Linked DNA regions of Lactuca sativa: region 1 is linked to region 2. Evidence: chromatin contacts called from public Hi-C data. All regions are on one chromosome and are shown on one strand. The core of a region is the stretch at or near the end of the contact, and the rest is flanking DNA. Distances in the headings are between cores, read along the strand shown.

What was found. Hi-C and Micro-C count contacts between places; a contact is called where the count stands out from the background.
Region 1: a Hi-C map of seed shows a contact between it and region 2, with 6 times the contacts expected there. The contact joins the promoter of LOC111888186 here to the promoter of LOC111888115 in region 2.

What each region holds. Positions count from the first base shown.
Region 1 is chr9:161,152,393-161,155,411 of Lsat_Salinas_v11, reverse strand. LOC111888186 reads right to left here and starts at 1,500. Exons shown (of 2, transcript XM_023884319.3): 1 at 1-1,500. The coding sequence starts at 1,213.
Region 2 is chr9:160,923,079-160,926,348 of Lsat_Salinas_v11, reverse strand. LOC111888115 reads left to right here and starts at 1,418. Exons shown (of 16, transcript XR_008227180.1): 1 at 1,418-2,212; 2 at 2,598-3,236.

The DNA of each region.
Region 1 (3,019 bases), core at 251-2,750, 230 kb before region 2:
GTGGTGGGCCGAACCCGTTTCCTCTCCCGCCCATTATCCCACGCCCGCCCATTCCGCCTCGTCCACCGGGCCCACGCCCCGCCATCCCTTGACCATTTCCTCTACCCCAATTTCCTCTTCCAAATCCTCTGTTGTTGTTGTTGTTGTTATCACCTCCAGTGTTTCCTTGGAAATTCCCACCGGAAACCATGGTGTTGCCGCCTGGTTTGACCGGAGCATCTCCGGGACCTCTTTTTGGTTGACCCACGGATGACTGGGTCATCTGTTGAGTTCGGTTGACCTGTGCTTCTCCCATTCTTTTGACACTGTATGGTGAAGCATATGCAACAACACAGGGTCGACCATTGAAGACATGTCCATTCATTCCTTCCTTACAAGCTGTGGCTGCTGAAGGATCAAAGAATTCAACTTGGCAATACCCTTTTGATTTTCCACTAGCTTTTTCATCAAAGAACTTCACCTCCTTCACATGGCCATACTTGCAAAGTTCTGATTCAAGCTCTGAGTCTGTTGTCCACCAATGTAAATCTCCCACGAAAAGGATTGTACCTCCACCACCGCCTCCTCCAACAGCAGCACCACCTCCGGCCATGTTCATGCCACCACCACCACCGTTACCAAAAGCATTGGGTTGTCTAGCTAAACCATCGTCTCCAGCATTGCTTAAATTCGCCATGTTTACTGTATTCCCTACAGTTAGAACATGATGAGGCTGTTGTTGTCCTGCACCTAGGTTTGGCATGCTGTTGTTATTGTTGTTGTTGTTGTTATCCAGAGTTCGAGTTTCTACTTCACCTACTTTAGCTTGCCCTAATTCAACTCTAAGTCCACCCCCTACTGGTCCACCAGATCCCCTTCCTGCCATCTCATTTACATTCGAATTTGTCTCTACTCTACTAGAAACAGCATCATTGTTCTCAAACTTGGTCTCGCCACCACCGGCGAGATCATCCAAAGGTTGTGGACGATGCACCGGCTGAGGGAGTGGTTCCACTTTCTTCTTTTCAACTTCTTCCTCATTGCTAAACCCTACATCATCATTCTTCCGAAGAGTTTGAAGAAAACCCTCACCGACATTAACATCGTTGTAAAGATCCTCATAATCATCATCGTCTTCCCCCAAGAAACCCTCGTCGACGACGGCGGAGATTGCTTCGTTCCGATTGAATTGCTCGTTCGCATCTCCACCGCCATGGCCCTCGTTTTGATCCATGATTCCCAATTCCTAAATTTCTAGGGCTTTTTCCCTTGTATAATAATCTAAGGAACTAGTATCTAAAACGAAACTATCATTAAATGAAAATGAAAGAGAAAAGTCGATTCAAGGAAGGTGGAATTTAAAGATGAGATTGTGAGACCTTACCAGAAACTGGAAGAAGCTTACCATATGGTTGCGTTGCGTGAGAGAGATGGATGGATGGATGGGTAAAACCCTAAATTTTATTGAAATTGTAAAAAAAGGCCACTCAAAGGATGACACTTATTTACGTCTGGAAATTGCTCGTAGCAGCGACCGGCTTTAAACCAAACTAGACCGAACCGGGATTTGCACGAAATTGAAAATTTTTGAACAAAAAAATAAGTAAAACAAATTCATCGATTTGTGTTATCGCGCTCGAAAAAGTCGAAAATAAAGGAGTTGTTTTTTAACTATTAAATCGATATTTTATATAAATAAAAAACATAATATTTTTTTTTAAGGGAAATCTACTTAAAAGTTCTAATATTTTTGAAAACTTTTAATAAATTCTTAAATTTTATTTTTTATATAGAAAAACTCCAAATTTTTAACTTTTTAAATAGAAAAGTTCAAAAAACCGGTTAATTTATTCACTTTATTTCTTTTGACCTATTCACCATTTGACCTATTCACCAGGTAATATGATCAAATCATTAATTTTTTTAAAATAATAACATTTTTTTGCAGATTTTGTCAAAACTTATATATAATGTATAAACATATTTTTTAAGTATTTATATTTATTTTTATGTACTTTTGTATTTTTAAGTTTTTATATGTATATGTTTATGTATTTTAAATATATAAACGTATTTTTTTACGTATTTATATATATATAATTAAGTATATACATATTTTTTATGTAGTTATTGTTATTTTTTATGTATTATGTATTTATATATTTTTTACGTATTTATGTCTTTTTGTAAGTTTTCATATGTATATGTTTACATTGTTTAAGTATTTTAAATTTATAGACGTATTTTTTAAGTATTTGTATGCATTTTTACGTATTTTGTATAATTTTTATTTATTTTTATGTGGTATTTTTTTATGTATTGTGTATTTATGTATTTTTTGAGTTTTTTATATAAATGTTTATGTATTTTTATGTATTTTAAATATATAAACGTATTTTTTACGTATTTATATGTATTTTTAAGTATTTTACATATTTTTTTGTATTATGATATGTTTTTTTTATGTATTTATGTATTTTTTTAAAGTTTCTTATATAGATGTTTATGTATTTTAAATGTATAACTGTATTTTTTTACATATTTATGTATTTTTTATTTCAAGTTGTCTTCATCATTTCATCTAATTCGTACAACTTCTTTAAATATGTCTATATGGTTTTCCTACATACTCACATTTTTTAAGCTTTCCCCGTTAGCTTATCTTGAAATAAAACATTGAATGGGAAAAACTTAAAATATATGGATATGTAGTAAAACCATCTAGATATATTCGAAAAGTTATGCAAATTAGATGAAATAGTGAAGACGACTTGAAGTAAAAAATACATAAATATGTAAAAATAATGTGATTAAACATTTAAAATACATAAAAATACTTAAGCATCTATATAAAAAAAAACTAAAAAACACATAAATACGCAAAAATACATATACATACATAATACATAAAAAACACACAAAAAATATGTAAAATACTTTAAAAAAATACATATAAATATGTAAAACAATACGTTTATACATTTAAAATACATAAATACACATAAACATCTATGTAAAAAACTTTAAAAAATACATAAAT
Region 2 (3,270 bases), core at 169-2,668:
CATAATCTTTCACAATATTTTTTTTTTCTACAAACCCTTAAAATCGTTAACAATTAATCACGGAATAATTTTTTTGCTCTCATACACATGCTTACAATTCATCCATAATTGATTACATAAAAGCAAAAGGAAAAAACAGGAGGCAATGTTGCATGTGAAGGACGTCAACAGTGAAGTTGCATGTGAAGGACTTTCAACCATGAAGTATTTGGGATGAAAAAAACGAACCTGATGTCGCCTGTGAAGGATCGTTGGTTGGAGGCTGTCACCGGTGGAAGACGCTGAGGAGGAGCAACGACAACTGTTGTTGTTGTTTTTGCCGATCAGTTTTTTTCGTATTAGGTATCCAGGGGCAATCGATGATATATAAACGAAAATATAAGTGTGGGCTTTTTCTCTTTTCCAGTCAACCATAATTTCTCATCTTACCGAGTAAGCCCTTTGGGTCAGCAAGGCTGACCGAATCAGATTAAATGTTATCTTATCAAACAGTCCGACTACTTACCGGGTCAGCAGTCAGGACTTATTGGACCCGGTAAGTTCAAATCAAACAGACCCTAAGGTTAACTTATCGCTTAAAGGAACATTTCCTGCTCATGATTAGAGTTTAAGTATAATTTTTCCTTGGGATTAACCTTAATATCATTAAAACCAAGATAATTACTTCTCAATAAATTCAAAACATAACAATAACTAAGGGTATTTAAAATTACAATAGAAATCAATAAATTCCTCCAATTCATCTACGGGTTTTGTGTCATGATGAATTCGGTTTGTAATCTGTTTCGCAATCACGTATTTCCATTTTTCTTTCCAGTTACCAACCTCTTTTTGGTATAGACACTTCAACGATTTTGTTTTCATCATATGGACTTTCCTTCGTACTCTAAAATATACAATATCATATGATACATATATAAATTATGTCTTTAAGTTTTCCATCTCGACCACATGTTGTAATTTTTATTTTTGGACTACCTGTTGTTTGTGTTATAGTTGCGTATAGTTTATTTATATTTAATACATAAAATATATGTTTTTTGTAAATATTTCATATGAACTGTCCGTTTTACGCTTTGGTTTACCATATCTAAAAACCGAAACCAAATTATAATTTTCGGTTTTTGAAAATGAAGCCCAAACTGTTGGTTTATTTATTTATTTACTTTTCTTTCTTGGGTTTTGGGTTGGATGTTGCTTAATAATAACTAGGGACAAAATTAGATCAAAATAAATAATTTATTTACTAATACTGATGTTATTCTTTTGTTAGAAAAGAAAAAGATTGTTTTTTTCTTTTTAATTTTTTTTATATGAAAAAATTAAGAAATACGTATGGTTTTTATGAAAGAAAAATAAAAAATGGTTCCAAACTCTAAAATAATGACGGTGTGTCGGTGTCATCCTATTTAAAAGCCATTCTCCCTTTTATTTCATTTCACCTTTTACTTTTTACAGCATACAACGAATTCCAAACCGCGCTTATTTTTTTTACAGCAAACGACGAAATCCACGAAAACGAAAACTTCATCGATCGATGATGGCAGGAAAACTCAGGGTTTTCTTGTTCCTTCTCGCAGTCGCACTTTCACTGACTTCACACTCATCATCCCACAACTTTACTCTCGACGACGACCCGATTGATTCTGATGTTTTGGGGGCGATATTAGTATCGCGAATTTTCTTGATTTTTTCTTACCTTTTTGTTTTTTTCTTCGAACAGGGAGTTGAAGACTTACTTCATGGATCGATGATGGCAGGAAAATTCATAGTTTTCTTGTTCCTCGCACTTGCACCGACTTCACACTTACAATTCCACAACTTTAGCGTCGACGTTACTATTGATTCTGGTGTTCTTGGGGCGATATTAGTATTGCCAATTTTCTTGATTTTTTCTTACCTTTTTGTTTTTTTCTTTGAACAGGGAGTTGAAGACTTACTTTATGGATCGATAATGGCAGGAAAATTCATAATTTTCTTGTTCCTTCTCACAGTCGCACTTGCACCGACTTCACACTCATCATTCGACAACTTTAGTGTCGACGTTACTATTGATTCTGGTGTTCTTGGGGCGATATTAGTATTGCGAATTTTCTTGATTTTTTCTTACTTTTTTGTTTTTTTCTTTGAACAGGGAGTTGAAGATTTGTATGACGAGGAGGATTATTCTTTACCAACAACACATCAGCAAATTGCTGTGCTCTCTAGCGAGGTAAACAAGCCATTAGTTTCCTCTGCATCTCAAGTTAGAAGGGGCTCAAAGGCCCAAAAGATGTTATATCCATTCCTTTTAGTTTTTTTCAACAAACACTTTAGCATGCAATGCATTCAGATGTTACTTGAAATTGGACAGAATATATATATGTAATGTAATATGCTTTTCTTTCTCATTAGGGTAACATACTTGCAAAACCAACACAAAACATTCCATTTTCACACTTCCCTGATCTTAATACATGTATTACTTTCTGAATTGTTCATAACAAGAACTGGGGAGGTTTAGCAAGAAAAAAAACAGTTTTATTCAATAAAAATTAGGGAAATCTACATTATTCATGCCATATCTGTCTTGTCTTTTCTGATAGGTTGATATTCAGGATGAAAATGCTGGTGGTGATTTTACAAGTGTCTCCCTTACTTCAAGTTCATGTTTATCCAAACAAGGAGACAAGGATTTTGCTACGTGGCCACATAGGAATGTTGAAGACCACATAGGAATCGACTGCAAATCTGCTAGAGGTTCAAGTCAACAAACTAGTGGGTCCTTAGAACTGGGCATCTCTGCTTCTTACAATCCAAAAGTTGGATCAGATGCAGTCTTTGAAGTAAATTCTGTAAAGAAGTTGGATCCTAGGGAATCAGATGCTTTAGCCTTAAACCAATCTTCTGAGTGCTGTATTCTTGTTAAACCTAAGCAACTGAAGTTTGATGAAATGGATGGATGCAATTCAAATAAAGGTAGCAGTCTGCTTTCCAGGATTAGAGAACTGTTGGGCAATCCCTCAATGGATATGGATTCTGCTTCATTAAAAGATGATAAATCCAGTGAGCAGCAGTTGAAGTCTGCAATGATACGTTCTCATGAGGATTTTGATGCGTGTACAAGTACAGAGACAATGAATATCGATTTGGACTTGGATCTGAATCCATTGGTGGAGGAGAGTTTGCTTCCCAAGAACAGAATGGTGAACCCTAAGGTTTCCCTGCATGATGCTGCTGCTGCTGTTTACTGTGAGGTAAGTGTCACTTCTCATTAAATCCATTCCCTTT